Regions from separate parts of the Sus scrofa genome. Here region 2 is linked to region 1. A link is a contact called in public HiChIP or PLAC-seq data. All regions are on one chromosome and are shown on one strand. The core of a region is the stretch at or near the end of the contact, and the rest is flanking DNA. Distances in the headings are between cores, read along the strand shown. Region 1 holds the start of UBE2D2 (ubiquitin-conjugating enzyme E2 D2). Region 2 holds the start of CXXC5 (CXXC-type zinc finger protein 5).

Region 1 (7,320 bases), core at 3,526-6,025:
ATGATCATTTTGTCTTTTTGTCTTTTTAGGGCCGCACCCGCAGTGTGTGGAGGTTCCCAGGCTAGGGGTCAAATAGGAGCTGTAGCTGCCAGCCTACACCACAGCCACCGCAACGCCAGATACAAGCTGGGTCTGTGACCTACACTATCATAGCTCACTGCAAGGCAGGATCCTCAACCGACTGAGCAAGGCCAGGGATCGAACCGAAACCTCAAGGTTCCTAGTTGATTCATTTCCACTGCGCCATGATAGGAACTCCTCCTCAGTTATTCTAATGAGACACAAAGAACTCTCCTACAGGGTTGCCGAGATCCAAAAATAGGGAGTTCCCAAATTATTTGTGCTTACTCTTTACTCAGCCCACAGCAATCCTCTGCCTATTTATGTTAATGAGATTGTCCTCCTTATTTAATCGCAGCTTTCAGCTCTGGAAACACCTTAGCCCAGGGAAAGCCTTTAAATACCATGGAGCTTGTAGTATTGGGTTAACAACCAAGAGTGGAAATCAAACTCCAAGACTCTTCCATGTGCTCACGATTTCAGCAGGACAATGGAAGGTAAACTGAGGCTCTAAGATCCATGTAGGATAAGTGGGAGAAAAAAAATCACCGCAAGGAGATATCTATCACATAGGAAGATCTAAAAATTCTGCCAACTCTTAACATTTTAATATTGTTTTATTTTATTTTATTTGTTTTGTCTTTTTGCTATTTCTTGGGCTGCTCCCGTGGCATATGGAGGTTCCCAGGCTAGGGGTCCAATCAGCCTACGCCAGAGCCACAGCAACTCGGGATCCGAGCTGCGTCTGCGACCTACACCACAGCTCACGGCAACGCCGGATCGTTAACCCACTGAGCAAGGGCAGGGACCGAACCTGAAACCTCATGGTTCCTAGTCGGATTCGTGAACCACTGTGCCACGACCGGAACTCCTTATTTTAAATACATACATTTGCATATAGTAAAATCCTGGACCTTTAATTTTTGAGGTTTTTTTTTTCTATTTTATAATGATTTTTATTTGAGTTTTGACAGCTGATTATACGTACTTGTATAACCTCCACCCAAAACAATACGTAGAACATTCTGTTATCCCAGAAAATATCTTCAGTCCCTTTCATGTTAATTCGCCTCCTTAACAACAGCACTTTTTTGACTTCAGACACCAAAAATTAGTTTGTCTGTTTCTGGAATTCACATAAATGGAATTGTACTGTTCATATTCTTTTGTATCCCTTCTCTTTTGCCGAATTGCTTTAAGATTCATCTATGTTGTTGCATCAGTGGTTCATCCTTTTTTCTGTTCTTGTAGAATTCCATTGTATGACTTGCCATAATTTGCCTTCCCACTATCCTGCTGGTGGCTGTCTGGGCTGTCTCCACCTTGGGCTATAAAGGAATAAGGCTATTATGAACATATGTGTACAAGCATTTTTGTGGACCTGTATTTTCTTTTTTCTTGAATAAATATTTAAGAGTAGAATTGCTGGGTCATATGGTAGATGTATGTTTAATTTTATAACAAATTACCAAAAAGTTGTCCAAACTGGTTGTGCCGTTTTACCCTCTCATCTGCCATGTGTGACGCTGCTGTTGCTATACTTCGTTATCTTCACTTTTGGTCACTTAACATCAATGTTTTTGATTTTACCCACTTAGCCAGGGTGTAAAATGGTACCTCATTATGAGTTTAATTTGCATTTCCCTGATGACCTATAAATTCCAAAGTATTTGAAAATAACCCTTGGTCAAAGAATATATCATAGGAGAAATTAGAAATTTTTTTTTTTTTTTTTTTTTTTTAGGGCTGCACCTGCAGCATATGGAAGTTCCTGGGCTAGGGGTCAAATCAGAACTGCTGAGCCACAATAAGAATTCCTAGAAACCATTTTAAACTGAAGTAGAATGCAAACAAAGTATTACAGAATTGTAAGATATAGCCCAAAAAAGGTGCACTTTAAATGCTTTATTAGACAGTACTTATACTGGAAAAAAGAAAATGTTTAAACTTGGTTATCTAGGGGAGTAACTGTCCTGGCTCAGGGGAAACCAATCTGACTAGTATCCATGAGGACACAGGTTCCACCCCTGGCTTCAATCAGTGGGTTAAAGGATCTGGCGTTGCTGTGAGCTGTGGAATAGGTGGCAAACCCGGCTCAGATCCCGAGTTGCTGTGGCTGTGGTGTAGGATGGCATCCAAGGCAGTTCCCATTGGACCCCAGCCTGGGAACTTCCATATGCTTCGGGTGTGGCCCTAAAAAGTAAAAAAAAAAAAAAAAAAAAAAATTGTTGAATGATAGGAGTATAGTTGAGTTTTATTTCCTGCCTTTTGCTTATCTGTATCTCTTGCAACAAATACATATTGCTTTTTAATACAAAAAATTTTTTTCTTTTTTGCTTTTTAGGGCCACACTCGCAGCACATAGACATTGCCAGGGGCTAGGGGTCGAATTGGAGCTTTAGCTGCCGGACTACACCACAGCCACAGCAACGCCAGATCCGAGCCACGTCTGTGACCTACATCACAGCTCACAACAACGCTAGATCCTTGACCCACTGATCAAGGCCAGGGATCGAAACTGCACCCTCATGGATACCAGTCAGATTCGTTTCCACTGTGCCACAACCGGAATTCCCAAGAAAATTATTGCTGAAAAAAAATTTTTTTAAATCTGACCAACAGGCTTTTTTTTTTTTTTTTCCCCCCCGTCTTTTTTTGGGAAGTTCCCGGGCTAGGGGTCAAATCAGAACTGCAGCTGACGGCCTATATCTCAGCCACAACACCAGATCTGAGCTGTGTCTCCCACCTACACAGCTCACGGCAGTGCCGGATCTTTAACCCACTGAGCAAGGCCAGGGATTGAACCCATGTCCTCATGGATACTAGTCGGGTTCATTACCACTGAGCCACAACAGGAACTTTGCAACAGGCCTTTTTATACCTTTTCCATCACACTTCTTAGGAAGGAAAGATTTGGGACTGTGGTATATTTTTCTTCACCTCCAACCCAAAACATAACCCCCCGGGGCAACTGGATACAGCTTTTCCTTCCTTCAGCTCAGGAGTCCAGTGTGGCCCCGCCCAGTTGGGCCAGCCTCTACTTAGGATACAAGGCAGTACAAGTTATGCTGCTGGCCTTTTGTGTGCCTTTTGGCCAGATCCTCTCCTTAGGGGCGCTCCAGTTTCTCCTCTCTCAGTTCAAGAGTTAGAATCAATGATATTCAAGGCCCCTTTCAGACAGAGGAAAGAACACAGATTTAATCAGAAAATCTTGAGGAGAACTTGAGAATGTGGGCATGACCTCCCAGGAAAAAAACATGACCTCCCAGGAAAATATTCCTTACTGTTCTTCCATGTGTCTCCAGCCAGATAAAAAGCACCTCCCACCACAGGCCCTTTAAAAGCAGTGAGCCTTATAGTTTGCTGGTCCTGGTGCAGGGCTCCACACCCAATACACAGTGAACTTGCTTTCCGTTTCCATCCCTCCTAAAAACATCCCCAGAATAGTTTTTCTAAGTTTGCTTCTGATGGTGTTCTAAACACCAGGTTTTTGTTTTTTGAGTATAGTTGATTTATAACATGTTAATTTCTGCTGTACGACAGTGATTCAGTTACACGTATGTACATTCTTTTTCATATTCTTTACCGCTTGGGTGCATCACAGGATACTACATATAGTTCCCTGTGCTTTAGAGAAGGGCCTTTTTTAATTTTCTTTACTTTCTTTTAATGGCTACATCCAGGGCATATGGAAGTTCCCAGGCCAGGATTGAATGTGAGCCGTAGCCGCAACCTAACAGCAGCTGCGGTGAGGCGGGACCCTTTAACTCACCGTGCTGGGCTGGGGATAGAACGGCTCTTCCCCAGCAACCCCAGCCGCTGCAGTCGCGTTCTTCACCCGGTGCGCCACAATGGGAGCTCGGAACCTTATTGTTTATCCATCGTCTAAGTAATAGTTTGCATCTGCTAACCACAAACTCTCACTCCATCCCTCCCCCATTTCCCCTCCCACTTGACAACAAGGTTGGTTTTTAATTACTGGAGCACACACTGTGCAAGTTTTTTTCTGAGGTAACTGGTATATTGCCATAACAATTCACCAAGCAGAGCACCTCTCCTAGGGCTGACAAGCCAGTGGCTGAGAGACATTCAAGTTGTCACCCATGTCTTCCTTACAAAGACCATCTCAGGGCTGCCTGTGGCATGGTTGAAGAACCACACTCCTGCAGGTGCCCAGGATGTTACCACGCAGCTACCAGAGAGAGAATTCACGAGACTCTTGGCTTCAGGGAACTCCCAGCTTCGCCACCGTGGAGCTGTGTGACCTTGGACAAGTCCTTTCCTCCTTCTGGAAAGTTGTAATGGACCTAAAGGCTCTTCCTGGGTCAGCCTCCGCTATGTGGACGGCCAGGAGACCTAGAATACATTCGCCTTTAAAAAGCTTATTGATCTCAGATAACATATCTAAGAGGGAACCAGAGGCAAAGGACTCAGGGTCGCGGGCTACGAGCCTCGGCCGTCGAACGAGCCTCCACGACCCCGGCACAAATCTCGCGAGATCTTCTCCCGGCGTCGCGGCGTCATCCTCTCGGCGGCCGTGGCGGCGGCGGCGGCGGCAGCACGTAAGACACTCAGAGGGGCGGCCCGTATCCCTCCGCCGCCGGCGCGGCCCGGCCCTCCCTTCCCAGGCCCGCCAATCCCCGCTCTCCCGACCTGCCCCTCGGCCTGGGCCCACCCCGCACTCCTGCGGCCCCACCCCGGCGGCGCCACCCGCCCGCGCGTCCCTCGGTCCACCTGCGGCAGGCAGTCCCTCTGGCTGTCCGACCGGGAGGCGCCGGCCGAGCCCGAGGCTGGGCTCTTGCTTCCCGGCGGAGGGATCCGCGGCTGCTGAGGAGGCGGCGCTGAGCCTGGGAGGCAGAGGCAGCTACGGCGGCGGCGGCGGCGGTGGTGGTGGCGGCGGCGGCGGCGGCGGCGGCTCGGGCGGCAGCGCATAAAGGGGCCGCCGCCGGGTGATGCGGTGACCGCTGCGGCAGGCTCAGGAGCCGAGTGGGCCCCGGCCCTAAGTCTGTCCCGCCGGACCCGCGCTTCGGAGCTCCCCATCTTCTCCGGCCGGCCCGCGGTCACCGAGGCGGCCTCGCACCCCTCGCCCCTTCCCCGTCCCTCCCCTGCCCCCGTCCCCACCCCGGGGGCCGCCGCCACCCGCCTCCCACGATGGCTCTGAAGAGAATCCACAAGGTAAGCGGCCAGAGGTCGGCTGTGGGTTCGGGCCGCTGGGCCTGCCAGCTGAGCAGGCTGCGGCCTGCACTTCCCGCCGTCGTCTCCGCTGGGCTCGCGGCCTCTTCGGACCCGGCTGCCGGCGATGGCCCTGCCGGGCGGCCTTCCTACCCCACTCCCAGTGATGGCGCCGGCGGAGGCCCCGGCGCGCTGACCACGCTTAGGCCGGAGGTATGCTCGCCGGCTCAGCGTTCCTTCCTGGCCTTCTTTCTAGGCCTCGCGTGCTGTGGAGTCCCAGGGCCTCTTCCCGGCCTGGGACTGCTGTGCTAGAGGGCCATTGTCCGGCTGTGCCGAGAGCGGGTGCTGGGACTGGGGCGTTGGGCGGCCCCGTCGACGGAGGTCGAAAGGGCTCCATGCCCCTTCCCTGCCCGGCACCTCGTACCCCCACCTCCGCAGAACCGCCTGAGCTTGGAGCCCGTGTCTCAGGCGGACTGAGGAAGCCTTTTTGTCCGATCCACAAGTATTTTTTGAGTTCACTTGCCTTTTAGCGGCCGCACTCTTCACGTCCACTCTGCTCGTCCAGACACTTAGAGTAGGAAGTTCAGAAGGAAAGTAACGTGATTTTTATGAAGGAGGAGGGAAGTCGAGGGAGAAGCGTTTTTAATTCCTTGAGGTTACCAAATGTAAATGTAGAAACTACCACTTCCGTCGGCTGGAATGGATTTAACAGGAAAGCTGTTAAATTGTGAAGAGAAGAGGTAGAAACCTGAACGTTGGAAACCGCTGGAGAAAATGACACAAAGGTTGCTGTTATAGTCTCTTCGCAAGGTGGTTTTTAACGCTTAAATTAGGTGATATGTTCGGGGAGAGCCTTTTAATGTAGAAGGGATTTTGCTAGATTTTTCCCATAGAAAGTATTTATTTGCCCTTTAAGGTGACGAGTTATTCGTTTAGGTGTCTTAACAGAGGTTTTCCTAATCCTGCTTCCAGAGTAACAGTGCTTCTGTGCTTGGCTTAAAGTTTAGGATTTTTTCCCCTTTCTCTCTAATATTGTAACCTGCTGGTAACTCTCACTGTCATTCCCCCCCACCCCCCTTAGAAGTGGAAAAGCGCTTTTTGTTTGGTGTTTCACTTGTTTACTTGGAGAAGCTGTATTAAACCTCTAGCAGTAAGAAGTAGATCCTGGGATTATCCATCCTGAAGGATGGGATGGAGTTGCAAGAGGAAGAGAACCAATTTTCATCTTGCCTTAAACTCAGTGAAAATGCAGATTTGGACAATTTAAACACAGCTCAGCCGTTGATCCTCACTTCATTCTTGATCAAAACCCATTAATGTGGAATTAATCCCAGTGGTTTCTGTAAATTAGGTTAGATCCTCACCAATTTCTCTGGACTTTGATTTTTATCAAGTGAAAAAGGGCAGACTTTAGACAGAGTACTTGTACTAAAATGAAGTGGGTTATTCGTTAAAACAAGCTTGAACCTTAAGCAACGATCTCTTAACCATTTAAGGGACCAGGAGCACACTGAGGACAGGTGATCCAAGTAAATACTGTATATGCATTTTTAAGGCTTTAAAGAGTTAATAGGTTCCTAAAGACTAATTGAGAAGTTCTCAACTTGAGGTTATACCTGTAAAAGATTGAAGAGGAGTGCGTATGACGTGTGATAGTCTACAGATCAAGAAATGTAGCCTTGAATCTCTACTCTGATTGATATATATGTTATGAAGGTTTTTTCAGAGAAGGAAATAGCACTCAAAACATGGCATCTTAATCTTCTCATGTCCTTGCCTCCAGTAATACTTCTTTTGAGATACCACATATTCTCTAGATTTTTCTCGAAAAGGTGACCTTGTTAAAATTTTAATAAGAAAATTAAGTGCAGACAGTAATTTGAACTTTTAAAATTTAGTATTAACGTTTTTTCACCTAGTTTATAACCTAGAACGCTCCTCCAAAGTATGACTCAACTTCTGAGACTACCATGGATTAGAAAAAAATAAAATTTTTTTTTGGTATACATACTAGTCAATAAGATTGTGAAAACAGAAATTAACCTGCTGCACCACAAGAGGACTTCCCAAACTGTTTGTATAGCATGA
Region 2 (7,647 bases), core at 2,755-5,254, 83 kb after region 1:
GGTGGCTACAGCTCCGATTGGACCCCTAGCCTGGGAACCTCCACATGCCGAGGGAGTAGCCCTAGAAAAGACAAAAAAAAAAAAAAAAAAAAAGGTAAGCTCGATGGAGGCCCTCTGGGCGGAGGGAACCGTGCCTGCAAAGGCAGAGAAACGCCAAGGGGAGTTGTGGGGCGCGGGAGGGAAGCGCCGGTGGTGTTGAGCGGTGTTGATCCGCAGAGGTTGGGGATGCAGGGACGCACAGGCCGCTTGGAAAGCCGGGCCACGCTGGGCATGGGACCGGACTTGAGCCCTGTGGGCCCTTAGGAGTCACTTCATGATGAGACACAAGTGACGCACGGGCACGTCCTACGTGAGAAGCCTCACTAGATCAGCAACACTTCTCAGGGGTCAGGAGAACGACTTTGGTGCTCATCTCACTTCAATTTCTTCATCTAAAAAATGGGAGTGAGGAATTCCGTTGTGGCTCAACAGTTAGCGAAACCCACTAGCATCCAAGAGGATGCAGGTTCAATCCCCGGCCTTGCTCAGTGGGTTAAGGATCTGGCGTTGCCGTGAGCTGGGGTGTAGATCGCAGATGCGACTCAGATCCTGAGTGGCTGTGGCTGTGGCATTGGTCAACGGCTACAGCTCCGATTGGACCCCTAGCCTGGGAACCTCCATATGCCACGGGTGTGGCCCTAAAAGACAGAAAGAAAGACCAAAAAATTTTTTTTAATTAAAAAAATAGAAAAGGGGGGGATGATAGTACTCCTGGGGCCGATGCGAGGATGAAATGAGATAAGGCACCTTAACTATTTAGCTCAATGCCCTGCTTAGGGTAAGAGCTTTGTAAATGCCAACCCTGGAGAATAGAGCCAGGATCCATCTGGAGAGCAGGATCTAGGGTACTGGACAGACACGGCCTGCCCAGAAGGCAGGGCAGGTGGGGGCCCGCCCTTCTCCCCTGGATGGGGCCTGGACACTCACCGAACTTGCTTCCTGAATCTAGGCTGACGGGTTGAATAACAATGTGAAACTCAACACTGCTCCTTTTTGGAGGGAGTGGTGGACCCGGATCCCTTCAGTTCTCATGGAAGGGGGCTGGGGAGGGGATGGTCTCCCCCAAGGCCAGAGATCTCCCGCCTAATGCTTCCTGGGTGTCTCCCCTTCTCTCCTTGTTGTGGTGGAGAGTTCCGTGTGGATGATTTGCAGGACATTTCCTGTTCTACTGCATTTTCCGTGTGGACAGTTCTGCCACTCTCCTCTGTGGTTCTGACCTGGAGTGGCGTGAGGATCCGGGTCTCTTTCCACTTCTGAATTCCAGGAGAAGCCGAAGACTCCAAGAGCTGCCCTCCAACCCGGGCCAGGCGCCTGTCAACACCCCTTCCCTGAGAACGTCGCCCCTGGGATCCCCTGACTCATGTCCATGGCCGCCTGCAGAACCTTGGCCTTTGCCCTCTGACCTGGGGAGGTGGGCAGAGGTCTGGGAGGAAAATGTGGACTTGTAATTCCCTGGGGGGGAGAAATCACACACACCACACACACACACACATACACACACCCCCCATGGATCTCAGCATGAAGCTTTTTTTCAGGGTGCAGGGCCTGATCCTGCCTTCGCCCTAGGCTTCAGCAGCCCTGCAGGTCTGTTTCATCTCTTGGGGCCCAATCTGCTGAGGCCTGCTACTGACTCCTGGGGGACAGGTCACAGTCTGGGCCTCAGCTTCCCCAGAAAAAGCAGATGGTGGCTGGCCAAGAGTTTGGAGATCCTGGAGCTTCTAGGCCTGGGATCCTGTCTCCTTTTCCCCATATGGTCAGTGCCCAACACAGTCCCTGACACTTGGGCTGGGCCCCAGAATATCTGCCTTTAAGCAGTTTGAGGCCGATAGCCTGGAGGTGTTTGTCTTAAAACTGTGTTCCCAGAGCAGGTACCTTGCTTCACTCGCATGGTATGTCTATTTGGGGTGGCGCTGAGGAAGGCTGCTGGTGAGGAGAAGGAGAGGCTCCTCGGGGCCTCCCCTAGGGAGCCATTCCTGGGCACACAGTGAGGGGAGGACCCTTCTCGGCATTTGTGGAAGGAGCAGAGTGTCCACGAGAGGCTCGCTCCCTGTGGCCTGGGAGGTCAGGGGAGCCATCTGACACCTGCCTCACAACCTTATCCCCTGGCTGGGTCAAGGTCCCAAAAGCCACCTTTAGATGGCTCGGAAGGTGGGCACCAGGGGCTGCTCCTGGGAGACACAGGCCTCAGGCCCTCCACCCCCCAGGCAGGCCACCCAGAGGAGAGGAAGCAGAGAGGTGGCAGCTTGTTTCGCTTCTTTCACAGAGGCGACTCCTGTGGCACCCAGGTCTCTGCAGCAAACTCCCTGTTATCAGGTGTATCCCCAGGCAGACTTCCCGCACGGTCCTCCCCCTCTTCCACTAGGGTCTCCGGTTGGTCGGGGGCTGTGTTGTCTCTGCTAGCAGAGGAAGACAAACCCACCCCCACGAATTCCACAGAAGGGAAGGAAACGTTCCACGCTGGCACTATCGGCAGTTCGGGATTATATGAGTGGGCCTGGGGCTGGCTCTATGGGTCACTGAAGAGATGAGAAGAGGACATCTGCAGCCTTAGGATTAGCCCAAGCTGGGCAGATGGAGGGGCACCGAGTGGTGCTCAGGATATGCGGGCCCAAATCTGTACCCACTGGGCTTTTGTTCTCTTTCAGCCGGTATCTGTCTGTCGAGCAATGCTCTGTGCTAGGCACTGTCTCAGGCTGAGTTTACACTTCGCGGTCCCGTCTCAGGGCCACAATGCAGTCGCTTTAGCTCCAGGACTCAGGGCTTGGGGTGGCGCCGGCACAGGAAACAAAATGCCCTTCCTCGGCTCGGTTTCCTCATCTGTGAAATGGGGACAGGAACCTCGGCTCCCTTTCTCCCGGAGAACTAGAGCCCACCGAGTTCGGGAAAGCGCCCTGGGAAGGGAGGAGTCCTTCAACACGCGTCTAATTCCGAGAGTGCTCGGCTAGGAGTTCCCGACCCTACGCGCCGCTGAGCCGCGGGGCGCGGCCAAACCCTCAGCACCGGTCCTTGCAGCTTGGCGGCCGGCCGAACAGAGGGGACAGAGGGGCGGCGGATTTCCTCGTCAGGTGCGTCGCCGAGCGCATGCCCTCCTCACAAAACGAGAGAGGTCCTCTTATGTATTTATTTATTTATTTTTGTAAAGTTGCGGAGAAAGAGGTGAAGACGGGGCGCGCCGGGGAGCTGAGCCAGGGCCGACCAGGTCAGGGCGCGGAGAGCTGGAGGCGCAGTGGCTGCAGCTCCAGCCTCAGAGCCTGCGGCGTCCAAGTGGCCAGGGCTGCGTCGGGAGGGAGGGAGCGTCGAGTCCGGTCCGGGTTTTGCCGGCAGCCCCCGGGCAGCGTTCAGAGCTCCTGCCCCGGCGGGCGCGCGGCGGCGGCGGCGGCGGCGGCGGCAGAGGCGGCGGAGCCTGAGCGGGGATGTAGAGGCGGCGGCACTGGCGGCAGCAGAGGCGGCGGCGGCGGCGAGAGCAGGCGCCGGAGCCGAGCGAGAAGAGCGGCAGGACCTTGTTCCCCGAAGCCGGGCCCCGCGTCCCAGCCCTGCCCAGCCCGCGCCCAGCCATGCGCGCCGCCTGCTGAGTCCGGGCGCCTCACGCTGCGCCCTCCGCCAGCCGCGCCGCGCTGCGCTCGGGGGTGATTAGTTGCTTTTTGTTGTTTTTTAATTTGGGCCGCGGGGAGGGGGAGGAGGGGCAGGTGCTGCAGGCTCCCCCCCCCTCCCCGCCTCCGGCCAGCCGCGGCGGCGTGACTCCGGCTCCGGCCCCGGGCACGGCGGGCGGCGCGGCTGGAGCGGAGCGCACCGCGGCGGCTGTGCCCAGAGAGGAGCGCAGCTCTCCGCCCCGCCCCTCCCCCTCGGCCTCGCGGCGGCGGCGGCGGCGGCGGCGGCGGTGGCGGCTTGGACGACTCTGAGAGCCGGTAGGTGTCGGGCCACGGCCCTCCCCCGACCCCCCGGAGGCCGGCCCCCTCCCCTTCCCCGCCTACCTCCCTCTCCTCCCCGGGGCCCGGTGCGCGGCCGGGGCCGGAGTTCGCTGCAAGTCGGCGGAAAGTTTGGCGGCGCGGGCTCCCCCGAAGTTCAGGTGCGGAGAGCCAGGGACGGGGAAGGAGGGGTCCGGGTTTGGGTGGGGCAGGGGGTGCCGGTGGCCTGAGCCCGGGAGCCCCGGCGGCTGGGAGCCCGAGCTCCGGGGATCGCTCGGTGGCCTCTGCTATACTCCAGCCTCCCCAAGCCGCAGTCAGCTCGGTCGCAGATCACTGAGTTCAGACAAAAAGAGGGGTTTTAGGGTCGGGGACGGCGGCTTGGGCGCCATGGATTGGGGCTGGGGCTCCTGTCCCCTCCCCAGGTCCTCGAGCCTGAGGGCTCAGGGGCGGCGGGAGCCCGGGTCCTCACCTCTCGGTGTTGGGCGGGCGCTCCGCCTGCGGGGGCGGCTGATTGGAGCTCTCCGGCGCGCACTCCCCCCACCATGCCCCATTCGCAGCCTGGTGTTTGGGGGGCGACGGTAACTGCTCTTAATGCCCTGGACCACGCGTGGCTGAGTCTCCCCCTCCACTTGAGGGGGCGGTGGCCACTTCTACATTTCCCCTCCGGCTCCTCGCCCCCGCTGCCCGCGGGGTGCCTGGCGGGCTGATCAAGTTTGACCTTCTTTTTCCGTTAAAGGATCACCCCCCACCACCGCTGCTCCCCGCGGCCTCGTTCTCCCATCCTCCCCAGCCCTGGGGAGTCTTTCAGGCTGGCTCTCGAGCCCCGCGTGGCCAAACAGCAGGCAAAGCCAGGGTGGGAGACTGGGGGTGTTCCTCTCGCTGCGGAGCTGTGGGAGGCGGGTGTCCCAGGCGCCTGCCTCGCTGCTCTGGCTCCAAATTTACCCGTGAAGTTTGGGCCCCAGCCCCCCCTCCCCTTTGCTTCCCCGGAGCGAGGGGCTGCACCGCCTCGGGAAGAATGTGTTAATTTTCTTGCCGGGGGAAGTTGTCCTCGCCCGGAATGGGCTGCTTCCCGGCGGGGAGCGCGGGGTGCGTCAGGCTTTGTTTATTTGTAGGATCAACAGAAAGTGAGTGACCCCGGTTTTTAAATGGGGGGCTGCCCCTGGGACCTGTCAGGAGAGCCGAAGCGCTCAAGGAGGGACTAGGTTCGCTTTTTGCTACCCCCCCCCCCCCGCTTTAGGAATCGGAAAAGGTGCGCGGAGTTGGGCTGGTGCCACGGGCTGCGAGGAGGCAGCCGCAGATTTGGGGGTTCTGTAGGGACCCATCCGGAAAGACTCGTGCCCTCCCCTTGTCTCCTGCGACGGGGGGGGGTGCTGAAGGGTTGGCAGCCGCACCCTCCTTGGCCCCCCTCGACCCTGGGTGGTCTGAGAGTCGCTTCTTGGGATGGAAGGGGCTGGGGCGGGGGTGGGGGGGGCGGCCCCGGCGAGGCAGCCTCTGGCCCTCCGCCTCCCTGCGCCGCGGGCGCTGTTCCGAGCCCTGGGTTTTGTGGCGGGCCCGCCGTCCCCTCCCCGCGTTGGCGCAGGAAGCACTGGGGAGGGGGCGTGTGCGGTCGTTCGGCCCTCGCCCCGCCGGAGCCGCCCCAGGGCGACCGGCAAACAGAGTCCCTTTCAAGTTTTCCGCTGGGGCCGCCTGGCGGGGGCTGCGTGCGCGGTGGCTGCGGACTTGTTTGGAGCGCTATTTGAACGCCCGGCGCCACCTCAGCTGCCCCGGCTCGCGGGGGCGGGCGGGCGGGGGGGGGGTGGCTGTCCCTGCAGCTGAGAGCGTTTAAATGAGACGTCCTTAGGGGGTGGCCCGAACGCGCCCTGATCCCGCTCCCGAAGGACCCCCGTAGCTTGGGTGCCAACCGAGGAAACCCGGGAGCTGCGCCCCGAAGCCTCCTCCTCCACAGCCCTTTGGAGAGCGATTCGAGGCGACTGAGGCCCGCGCTACCTACTACTTCGTAGTGTTGATTTAGCAGTTTCCCTGGATGAGGCTCAAGTAAGAGCTGCGGGGGGGGGGAGTGGCCCGCTCTGCAGCTGTCACCCCCTTCCCAGAACTCACCCCCTTCTCAGAACGGAAATTGTCCTCTCTCCTTGGGGAGGAGATGATTTTTGCCCTGGGAAGGGGTGGGAACAGCTGAGGGAGGTTGGCCTCTGAGCGCTCAGTGGGTCCTGGGGATCCTGGTGGAAGCCCCCCTCCAACCCCGGTAGGAGCCCCGCGCTACCAGGAGGGCAGGAGCTGGGCTTGCCCCTCCCTCTCCCGTGCCACCTCCCTTTCCTGGGTGGGGGCAGAGGTTCCTCCGCCGCCGAAGGCAGACCCTCGGCTGACTGGCTGTCCTTTGGTGCCTTATTTATGTGTGTATTTGGGCCCGGCTGCCGCCCCCCCCCCCCCCCCGCTCAGCAGGTGACCCTGGCCAGGGCCTCCTATCTCTCCCCGACAGAGCCTGTTGACTTACCCGTGGGCCAGCGGCCTCGTCTTTATCACGTGAGGCCTGGAATGTCCACCCGGCAGGGCTGGGCTGGGTGGGGGGAGGGGAGGGGAGGGGAGCCTTCTGCATCCAGGGCCCAGGCCAGCTCAGGCCTGTGTTCTCTGGGTTCCCACTGTGACCCCCACCGCTTTCTGGCTCTTTCAAGCTTTCTGCCTACCTTCGACCCACTTGCCAAGTGTGAAACTGAGGCTCATAGGGGTGTGAGAGGCAGGCTGGCATCTCGCTCGAGGACCAAGTCTCTGGGAGTCAGATACCTTCTTTAGCGCTCCACCTGTTTAGGGAAGAGTGGAATGGAAGTGGGGGCCCTCTCTGGGAGGAAGGCGTGTGGGCTGGCCTGAGGTCCACTGACTTTCCAGGGTGCGGGATAAGGTGGGGGCATGGCAGGATCCCCATGAGCCAGACCCGGGCCTACTCTCCTAGAGCGCCTGTCTGGACCCTGAAGTCTGGACGAGCTCCCCCAGCACTGTGCTTTGAAGCCTGCTTTAACGCGCCAAGAATGGGGCGGACCTTCCCGTTGGCATTATTATTGCCCCGTCTTTATGTCTAATTCCCTTATTCCTCGGCCCAGTGTGTATTTATTGAGCCCCTACTGTGTGTCAAGCCCCACCCTACTGGGGGTGCCGGCACCAATCGCTGACTCTGTTCCTGCTTTGGAGGCAGGCCCAGGGTAGAAGCTCCGCCCTCTGTCTCCACCCCCTGGGGCCCTGAATGGGGCTTTCCCATTTTTTTTTCTGGGGCTCTCCCTTTCTTACCCCCACCCCCTGATCCTGTCCTAGCCTGTGTATGCGATGGTTGTGTGTGTGTGTGTGTGTGTGTGTGTGTGTGGAGTGTCCTTGATTAAGTGTATTAATAGTTAAACTCTCACTCATAGCTGGAACTCACCAGACCACAAAAAGCCTCCCCGGTTACTCACGCGCTACTGCCCAACAAGAATATCCCACTCAAGTTTTTTTTTTTTTTTTTGTATTCTCTTACTTCTCCCTTTATTCCCCCCAACTCTGAACCCACCTCCCAGGCTGCGGGCACTGAGAAAGGACTGCCCCCTCAGAGACCCAGGCATCTCCAACCATTCCACCTGCCCTCTAAAGCCCAGGGCAGTGTCAGCTGCTAGATGTGGCTGGCTGTGCGGGTCTATTCTGTGGGTTTGGGATGTGGGCATCTGGGCGGTGTGTGTGCCAA

The links. HiChIP or PLAC-seq counts read pairs in DNA pulled down with a chosen protein or histone mark.
Region 2: a contact with region 1 is called in an H3K27ac HiChIP or PLAC-seq map of skeletal muscle. The contact joins the promoter of CXXC5 here to the promoter of UBE2D2 in region 1. A contact is called at or near these places in 3 of 47 Hi-C or Micro-C datasets (epiblast stem cells, fetal liver and heart right ventricle) and 1 of 2 datasets of contacts at active chromatin or transcription factors (skeletal muscle).

Annotation. Positions count from the first base shown.
Region 1 is chr2:141,393,162-141,400,481 of Sscrofa11.1, forward strand. It overlaps UBE2D2 (ubiquitin-conjugating enzyme E2 D2), which reads left to right and starts at 4,776. Exons shown (of 7, transcript XM_005661722.3): 1 at 4,776-5,235.
Region 2 is chr2:141,476,988-141,484,634 of Sscrofa11.1, forward strand. CXXC5 (CXXC-type zinc finger protein 5) reads left to right here and starts at 4,005. Exons shown (of 5, transcript XM_021084872.1): 1 at 4,005-4,105.